2 separate regions of the Mus musculus genome follow, and region 1 is linked to region 2. A link is a contact called in public Hi-C data. All regions are on one chromosome and are shown on one strand. The core of a region is the stretch at or near the end of the contact, and the rest is flanking DNA. Distances in the headings are between cores, read along the strand shown. Region 1 has its middle 24 kb from the start of Gm33380. Region 2 has its middle 47 kb from the start of Gm33308.

Region 1 (5,051 bases), core at 926-3,425, 310 kb before region 2:
TTTTTATAGCACCCAAGACCACCAGCTTAGGGACAGCACCACTCACAATGGGCTGGGCCCTCTCCCATCAATCACTAATTAAGAAGATGCTCTACATGTCTGTCTATAGCTGGATCTTATGGAGGCATTTTCTCTCCAGTGATTCTAGTTTTTTTTTTTTTTTTTTGTCCAATTGATAACAAACTAGCCAGCACAGCGAGCAAGCCAGTAAGCAGTACTCCTCCATGGCCTTTGCATCAGATCCTACTTCCAGGTTCCTGTCCCAGCATTCCTCAGTGATGGGAGATTACATAGGGGCATAAGAAAAAAAAAAAAAAACCTTTCCACCCACAACTTGCTTTTGGCTATGGAATTTTATCACAGTAGTAAAAAATCCTAACTAAGACAGAAATTTGAACCAGGATCCTGAGTTATTTTGGGGGTAGACTTGACTCTGTGTTTTGGAAGGAATATGGTACATTTGAACTTTGGGTTGGAAAGGCATTGAATGCTCAGGACTCAGTGCTCTGTTTCGAGGAGTTTGGAAGATAAGAATGTTGAGAGCAGTACAGTGCTTTGTCCTTTGGAAGTGCTAGATTTCATAATATCTTTATACAATTACATAAACATAATTTGAACACCTTTCCCCCTGCCTTTTCTTGTTCCTATTATCTCCTTTGTTGTCTTACACAGTCTCTCCTCTACTTTCATGTCAAACATAGTTATATGACTTGTGTCTATAAAATCTAGAATCCACAAATGAGGAGAAATATGGAGTTTTCTTTCAAAGGCTGACCTAGTTTATTTAGTAGGATAATCTTCAGTTGCATTCAAGAAAACAAACAATTTAGTGGGTTTTTTGTATGCGTGTGGGGTGGGGGTGACTAAAACTCTATGCTGTGTGTGTGTATATATGTGTGTGTGTGTGTGTGTGTGTGTGTGTGTGTGTGTGTGTGTGTGTTACATGAAAATGTTTTGTTTGGGACTGAGAGGACAGGAGAACAAGTCAAGGATGAGTCCAGGAGTGGGAGGCAGTTAGACAGTGAAGAGGATGAAGTCAGAACTTCACAGGAGACTGGGATGAATGCACGCTCGTGAGAAGTACAGGCAGGAGCTGTGACCTCACCTCACCTCACCCCTGTAAAGCCTCTGCTACTAGTATCATGTCTACTTCCACAAGGAAATCTGGAATAGGAAAAACGGGAAGAAAAACATCCTAGCCATTGGGTGTTCTAGTTCATGAAGTGATCTTTGCACTTAGCAAAACCATGAACAAGCACCTCACTTTTTCTTGTTTCTCCAGTCCCAATTTAACGCTCTCTCCATCACTCCAACATGAAGCAAGGAGAGGTGAAAACTATGTCAGGATCTCCTTTCCTTTGCTATCGCCATTGAAACTGTCTTAGATGTTCACTCTTAAGTGATACAGTAAAAAATATATGTTTCCAATAGAAATTATTTTATGCCTGTGAAGTCTTCAACAGAAACTGCATTATGTTAGCTGGGGAAAATGCAAATATGAAAACCTTAATAAGTATTCTGACCAATGGGATGTTTTCAACAACCTGGCTAATATTATTAGTAACGCAGGCTTATGACTATAAAGAAAAATATTTATACACTATAATAACGCTTTTTAAAAAAATGGAAAAATGGGCACACTGTAGATAGTCATCAGAGGATTACAAGGTTAAAATAGCATCGGCTTGCTGTACTGTTAGAGAGCTTCTGTCCTTTAAGTACTTGTTATGCTCTCACTCTTGGCTTTCCTTGATAATGTTGCTCTGTGAGGCATGATGGAGAAGCAAGAGATAGCTTCAGAACAAGGATTCCTGCTCGTATGCATCACTAACAACACTAAGTAGGTTACACACACAAAGAAGAAGATATGAAAGTATGTGACAGGGGTGTCAGGAAGAGTTGGGGTGGAGAATTGGGTAAAAATGCATTGTACAGATGCATGAAATGTCAAAGAATAAATAATACCATCCTGCAAAAAATTTTATGCTGGGGCAGTGTAGGAGCTGGAGACAACCCAGAGAACAGTCAACAACCATACCTACCTCTGGCCCACTCTGCCTCCCCTAGGTTGGTAGAAAAGAGATGTGAAATTTCTTTCCAGCTTTGCTTTCTTAGTACCCAAACAGACTAAAGTTTCCTGAGCACCAAGTCAGCAGGTCTCACTTGGGAGGAGCAGGGACACAGAGTTCTATAAACAACTGTCATCATTAAACCAAAAATATCTCAAGTCAGGAGTGGCCAGTTTCTAATGGCTATAAATTGCATCAAAGATTCAATTTAGAATCACTGACAAAGGCTTTTTTTAAAAAAAAGTTCTCATGCTTAAAAACTGTTAACAAATAAATACAAACTAGTAAGATGTGTGTATCATACATGTATAACAAGAAATATATAAACATACGAAGAAGAAATAATGTGACCCACAATCTCAATCATTCACTGAAAGCTATGGAAGCTCTAAATAATTTTTTTGAATCATGTACAATCCTATTTTAAGACTACTTTCTAATATTTTTTTAACCTGTGATAGATAGCAAGACAGCCATTAAATACCATTATATAACACTTTTCCAAAAAATGTTAAAGCAATTGCTTTAATCTGATTATATATGTTCAGACTTCTTCCATCTCAGATATTATTTTTCATTTTCTTATTCTCTTGAGTACTCCATCTTAGCTTTGTGCTTTTATTTTCCCCATGCCAACAATACCTGTGTGCTTCACTCATGGGCCAACATTTTCTTCTCCCTGGGAAAGTCTAGTCTCACAATGGCTCGGCCTATGATATTGACATTCAGCCACTTGTCCCCTTGTTCTCAGCTTCTAATCACTGATCAGATTCACATCCAGCCACCTAACTCTTTTGAGGGTAAGTTGTTATCAGGACCATGATGTTCCCATTTATACAAAGCCAACACAAAAACCAATCCCCCGTCCCCAGTCGTGTGTACTAATTGAATCTTCCCCTTCTGCCTTTCTTGGTAGATGCTGATGTGTGTTCAGCAAGTTTCTGTTGAGAATGTGAACGAAGCTGAGCTTTCTGCCTTTGAGGATAGAACATGGTCCTATTGTACAGTCTTGACTTAAGTCAGGGATAAAGACCAGTTTGCTTATTAACCAACTCTTTTGTATGAGAATAATAAAGCCAGCAGTGGTCAACATCATACAATGGAGTAGAGAGGAGAATCAGAGTAAAAGATGGTTAAATTTTCAACTTGATTGGACTGAGAGATGTCTAGAAGATTAATTAACTAGAGAGGCACACCAGAGGGTGTGTCCATGAGGATTATTATATCAGTTAGACCTTGAGGGCCCTAAGATAGTGAGTAGTTTAATCCACTAATGGAGTCAAAATCTAAGCAGGCTATGTAAAGGGAGTCGATGAAACTGTAGAAGGTGGGGCCCACCTGTCCTAGGGTGACATTTTACCCTCTTTCCCATCATGCCCATTCTTCCTGCCTGCCATTAGATGAGCTGATCTGCCATACCTCCTACCATGATGGACAGCAACCTCTTCAATTCAGAGCAAAAGAAATTATTTTTCTCAAGTTTCTCTCAGATGTTTGGTCACAGCAGTAAGAAAGTCTAGGACCCAGCAATTTGTGTGTAATAAACTCTTCTCTACTCCCATGAAAACTTGAATGTCCAAAGTAACTGTCCAGGCACCTTTTCAATAGTCATTATCCTTCTCCCTCTAACACATAGTAACCTGAAGTTCTTATACAAGCTTCTGCCCTAACTTTAGCAAGACAGTCCTGTAATGGAGATATGCCTATTTTAGAATAACCATAATTATGTCCACACCTTTAATGTGATTCAGAGTCTGTAGTACTAGTGAGATGCCTGAAATTTTCAATTGATATTGGAAAGAAATGTTGCTTTTTGCAATTCACCTTGTTTTACCAGGGAATTATTGGCAATATAGGTTTGTGTGTCCAGATGAATTACAAATGTTATTTGCCATAGCCAATAACTGAGGTACTATTTTAAATCTAGACAATTTTTAACATTAGTTAGTCAGAAAAAGCATGGAGAATTTAAAATCATACTACCTCATACATGACCCGCAATTTTAGTACCTTGAAAACAGATTAAATTCCACAATTCTCCACGATTTTCACCTCCTCCCACCCAGCTATTTCTCATCTCCTTTTTCCTGCTGACACATGAGTCTAAGGCCTTAGTGCCAGACACATGCTTTACCATGGAGCCAGTCATGGCCTAGAGAATTCCTAGGAAAACTGTAGACCATTGAATTTGATAATTACATACTATCATTTAATGTGATTAATGTACATTTTGGGCTAAGATGCAATCTACAATAGTTATTAAAATAATGGAGAGGAAGACACAAGTTGCTGATATTGCTAGGAAAAGACTAGGGGTGAGCTAAATTTCTTGTTAAATTCAAGAAGCATAGAAGCTGTATACATCCTGATCATGGTCTCAGACCAATAACAAAAGAGAAAAAGATCACAGATTTTTAAAATTACCTTTGTTGAATACTTTTTTTTTTACCTTAAATGAAGCTTCATTATAATTATATATTCCATATAATATAATAACATTATTATTATATACACACAGTTGTACTTCTGGGGTGAAAAGTAGACATAGAACACCTACCATGTACTTTTAATTTTTATTTGTTTTCTAATATGTGTACAAATATAGATGTATGTGTACCATTGTATATGGAAATCAAAGGACAACTTTGGGAAGTCAGTTCTCTCCTTCCAGCCTAGGTTCCTGGGATGGCCTTCAAGTTTGTACTGGAAACCAGTTCACTGGCCCTTCACTTTTGTTTTTGAGACAGGGTCTCTCTGACGCTGGAATGCATTGATGGGCTGGATATCCTGGCCTGGGAGCTTCTGCCATCCTTCTGCCTCCAACTTCTAAAGTTAGAGCTATAGGGGTGCACTGACACACCTAGCTGTTTGTTTGTCTGTATGTCTATCTGTTTTGTTTATTTTCTGAGACAGGGTTTCTCTGTGTAGCCCTGGCTGTCCTGGAACTTACTCTGTAAGACCAGGCGGGCCTGGAACTTCTTG
Region 2 (5,084 bases), core at 2,397-4,896:
GCTGTTGATTTTGCCTTGAGTAAAATACCCATAGATAATTTGCTTTGTTACCTCACCTCATCAGACTTGGTTTGGAGCTCTCTCTTCCTTGTCACTCCTACTGTGGCTTTCCTACTATCTTCTACTATAGAAATAAACTACAAAGGAATAATTTGGGCTGCAAATTGACAGCTAACGGCCGTTGGCTGAAATCTATTTGATTTGCAGAGGGTTTGTTTTTTAAAAATTATTCCTTTTCTTTGCAAACTGTTGAAAACAAGATCTCAAAGGGATATCTAGATATACGACGCACAGGGTAGCGTCATTCATGGTAGCCAGAGGTGAAAGCAGCCTGAAGAGATGTCTATCTACAGACAGAGGAGCAAAGAACAGAGCATCCACATAAGAGAATATTATACAGCCTTTAAATAGGGCAAAACTGGACAAGCTTGAGGATTCTGCGATAGTGATTTTTGCCAGCCAAGATATGATACATACCATCTGATTCTGCTCATGTGAAGTCTTTAAAGTAGTCAGATACTCAGGATGTAGAATAATGGTAGTCAGGGCAGCATGGAGGAAAGAAATGGAGAAAATGTGTTTTATTTTTAATCAAGTATAATCAAGGTTCAGTTTTCTAAAGCAAAAGATTCTTGAAATCTATCACACAAGAATATGAAAATACTGAGTTCCAACAAACCATTCCAACGTTGTTACGATGGCAAACTTTGAATCCTGTGGCTTTTAAAAATATAACTAAAAATTACTAAAAAAAAAAAAAAAAAAAAAAAAAAAAAAAAAAAAAAACCTAAAACTTTAAATGCCCTTAAAGGAATTCTCCAACTTACCAAAGGATCAATTCTAAATAGGCTTAGAGATTTAAATGGGCTACCAGGCCCCCTAGACATTAGTTCTGAGTTTGGGATAATGGTAGAATTTTTGAAATGGATAAAATGAACTTTAGAGGTCTTACACAGGATGGTGGGATTTAACAATAAGAACGATTCTTTTGTTCCCCAGACAGTTACTGGATCCTACCAGCTGCTGCTTGTGAGACACGGAGAATACAAAATTACTTCCGATTCTGCCTTCAAATATCTTATATCCTAAATAACTTGATTTATAGTGTTTAATGGTCATTAAGATTAAGAGTTGTACAGGGAAGAAGACAAATAGTCCCTGCATTGTCTCCCAAATGCATTCGCAAGTGAGGATTTTGTGGTGTTGCTTCTATTAATGGGTTTTAGTTTGTCCTCTGTGGTCAGGAAAGATTCCTGGTGTAACTTCAGTCTTCCTACATTTTTGAGACTTATTCTGAGACCTGATCTGTGATCTGTCCTGGAAAATGGTCTGTGTACTTGGAGAACATGGGCACTCTATTCTCTTAGGGTGTAATGTCTGCTATGTGGCCATCATCAATTTGTCTACATTTATGTTCAAGTTCACTGTTTCTTACTGATTTTCTATCTATAGATTCTAGCCATTTTTGAAAACGAGGTATTGAAATTAGAAGTTAGAGACCATCCTGGCCTCCACAGAAAGTTCCAGACCAGCCTGTACTAGAGTATGAAACTGTCTCATAAACCATTCCAAAATTTCCACCCAAATTCTCAAGTAATCTTAGAAATACCTATACCATATACGCAGTACATATTTTATGCTTGTGCAGTTCACATTTACAGTATTGATCTATGCAGAATTCACCTGGTATGTTCTCTAAACATTTCCAAAATGATAAGCCAGTTCCCAGGCTGTTAGTTACTGAAAGGCCCTTTCTATCCCGTTGTGTTAACATGCTGATTTGCACATACTGAACTGTCAGAAATAGTTGTCTTGGTTAGGGTTTCTATTGCTGTGAAGAGACACCACGACCACAGCAACTCTTATAAAGGGAAGCATTTGATTGGCAATGCCTTATGTTCAGAGGTTTAGTCCAATTATCACCATGGAAGGAAACTTGGCAGCATGCAGACAGATGTGGTGCTGGAGAGGTAGCTGAGATCTGGAACAGCAGACAACAGGAACAGAGAGAGCCACTGGGCCTGGCTTGAGTATTTGAAATACCAATCACCCACTACTCACCCACTACCCACCTATCCCCACCCCTGAACCTCCCCAACCCCACTCCAACTTCCATAACACACTTCCTCCAACAAGGCCACGCCTCCTAGTGCCATTCCCTAAGCATCCAAATATGAGCCTATGGGCCCCTTCTTATTCAAAGCTCCACAATTTCATTATTGCTCTTCTCTATTTTCTCTGGATTCTGGTGAAGTTTGAGGGCAGAGGGTTCCAGACTTCCCTTGCTTACAGTATTTTCTTGAGCCTTTGAGTCCAGAAAGCTGAAAACTACGTTTTCCATATTCCACAGTAGATATATTATTTAGATGTTTTTTTTTTTCACATAGGGTCTCTGGTAGCCCAGGCTGGTCTCAAACTTCCCACATAGCCAAGTGTGATCTTGGATCCTCATCCATCCCCCTGCCTCCATCTCCCAGGTACTGGACCTAGATTTGGTTTTAAGTTAGACTTAGATGTAGCCAACCCGATGCATCAGTACAAGCCTTAGCTGGCAGGCACCTCTGGAACTGGCCCTCTCTGCCACTAGATGGGCAGAGGTCTCAGTGCCAGTCACTGCTATTTTGACTGTTATGAGTCCACAGGGCCTGGTTTTCCTGGTACACACTGCAGCAGGGGCAGACCTGTGGAGCACACAGCAATCCTGACAACTTCCTGCTCAGAGTGACGTCCTCACCAGGACATGGCCAACACAGCAGCTGCCCAGTGACACCATTTTGTACTGTGGTTTCAAGAGTCATTTCTGAAAGCTCCACCTAGTGTCTGGTCCTCGGCACACTGTCAACATTTCCACAAGCCGCTCAGCTTCCTAAGTCACGTGAATTCTGTCCCTCTAACTGGACTTAATAAATTAGCAGCCTGGCTTTGGCAGAGGAGACTCGCTTCCATTTGCTGGGCTCTGGATAGCAGGAGTTTTAAAAGGTTGCAGCTTTAGGTTTCTCTATTAACAAACAAACCCCTCAGAAGGGTGAGGCGTGAGAATCTTGGGTTTGGGGTCAGACTGGGCAGCCTAGTGAGACTCTGTTAAGAAGGAAGAGAGGAACAGAGAGAGAGTGAGGAGGAAAAGATGGAAGGGAGGCAGGGAGGGAGAGAGAGAGAAGGAGAGGAAGTTGCTTTCGTGGTTTTGCTTAGTCATTCCAAGGTTAATGTCCTCTTTTAGGCGAACCAAAAGAACTAATCCCTGTGTCGATATTCTATCCAGAAATACGTAGAAGATACTCGTGTATTTTGAAGTCACAACCCAAACATTATACCTTAGTAATGGAATCATCCCATTGGTCAGAACAGAGGCTGTTCTGTAAACAATTTTCTAAACATGATAGATTCGAGTCTTCATTTCTCCAGTTGTTTAAGCCTTTGCTACTCCAAGTGTGGCCTGTAGGGGTCAGCAGCACCGACTCAGACTGCCTCACCAAGATCTGTTTTTAATGGATCTCGCGCTGAGAGTAAGATTAGGCTTGGAAGTCAAAGAGCTACCCCAGGCCTTGAAGAGGGCACAGCAGCCTTGCCTGGCTCATCTCCTTCAGCCCACCCTTCTACAAAGCGGGACTTCAGGGAAGCAGGATTGTCTGGAGCGTCAAATTCCCGAGAGCGCCACCTTGTGGTAATTTTGAGGTATTTTAAAACGAGGCGCCTTAGATCACACTCCCTGCTCTTCAAGTTTATCAGCTTGAAAGTCTGGGGTTTTTTCCTGTAGCCGATTTCCCTCGCCCTTTCTTTCTCGGTCTCTTTTCTCTTTTCTTTATTACAGGAGCTTACCCATCGTCGCCCAGGGCTTGGTTTAAATGTCAGTACATTTTCCGTGGTTGTCATTTTGTGTTTTTACGAAGTCTGGATTTAAGTGACATATTCTGGAGACTACCACATTCGCCAAGGTTCTTTGAAGCAGGGCACCCAGAGAGGCCTGATTTGTTAACTCATTCATCATTTCTCTGGCTTCTGTGGGCACTTAGTGATTTAACCTTGTCTCCTTTTTCTTTCTTTCTTTGTTTTGTTTTTGTTTGTTCGTTTCTTCTAGCTATATAGAAGTTTTTGAGTTAGTAAAGAACTCATAGTCCACTGCAATGGACATCAAACTACTACCACTAAACAGCTGCTTTTTACTTCCTTCATTTTGCTTTCCACTTATCTGTTATTCACTGGGTGTTGTGCTGTCCTTGTGATCAAACGACAATTGCAGGAGCAGATTGGCTCCCTCCACCTTGTGGGTACTGGGGATCGAACTCAGGTCATCATGTCCTGAAGCAAATGCTTTGTCAAGGGAGCCACCTCACCAGCCCTGCTTCATTTTCATGTGGGGAATTTCCATCCGTTTTTTGTTTTTGGTTTTTTTTTGGGGGGGGGGGTTGCTGAAATTCAAATATTGCATCATCTCTAGCAGGTCTAGGTTACACCACACCCTAGCAATGTGAACCTGATAAACTGGTATTTCTGTGAGGGAATATTTCACCAGTCTATGGATTAATCACTCCTGACTCCTTACTCAGCGGTGTGCACTGTAGAATTTAGGAGACCCATGGTTACAGCGTTTTGTCCACTGTATTCAATCACCCTGTTCATTATTCTCCAGGTAACCAGTTTCCCTGTCATATTCAAAATCCATGTAAGATAGACAGAGCCATTCTGTGACCCAGCAATTTTAGTCCTGGGTGTATGCTTCAAGGGTAGTAAGGACTTCTATTCACACAGAGTCTTGTAGACGAATAGTTATAGCAAACATAATTCTCTTGTCTTATTCCTCTGGTTAAACCATTGTGTACTGTATGCAATAAGGATGGAAGGAGTGTGTATCCTTCACTCCACCCAGACTATAAGAAAAGTGCTCTGAGCTTTTCCTCATTTATTATAAGATTAACTATGGGTTGGTCATATACAACCTCTGTTGTGTTTAACTATGTTCTTTCTATTCCTAGCTTGTTCTGGGATTTTATCACAAAGTGATGTTGAGTGTTGCCAAGGGTCTGACTAGCATTGATAGAAATGACCATGTGATTCTGTTTTTACCTCAAGTCTATTTATATCTTGCA

Evidence for each region. A called contact is a pair of places that touch in the nucleus more often than the background predicts.
Region 1: a contact with region 2 is called in a Hi-C map of uterus, with 3 times the contacts expected there. The contact joins two enhancer-like sites. A contact is called at or near these places in 1 of 15 datasets of contacts at CTCF or cohesin (large pre-B cells) and 5 of 484 Hi-C or Micro-C datasets (bone marrow-derived macrophages, brown adipocytes and uterus).

The regions. Positions count from the first base shown.
Region 1 is chr12:32,602,670-32,607,720 of GRCm38.p6, reverse strand. No RefSeq gene overlaps it. Among named protein-coding and RNA genes, the nearest start is that of Gm33380, 24 kb to the right of the region's middle. Within about 2 kb of position 2,175, at least 6 of the 459 cell types and tissues checked have an H3K27ac peak or open chromatin away from gene starts, as enhancers often do. A contact at or near this core is called in uterus, where this site is marked.
Region 2 is chr12:32,290,658-32,295,741 of GRCm38.p6, reverse strand. No RefSeq gene overlaps it. Among named protein-coding and RNA genes, the nearest start is that of Gm33308, 47 kb to the right of the region's middle. Within about 2 kb of position 3,646, at least 191 of the 459 cell types and tissues checked have an H3K27ac peak or open chromatin away from gene starts, as enhancers often do. A contact at or near this core is called in uterus, where this site is marked.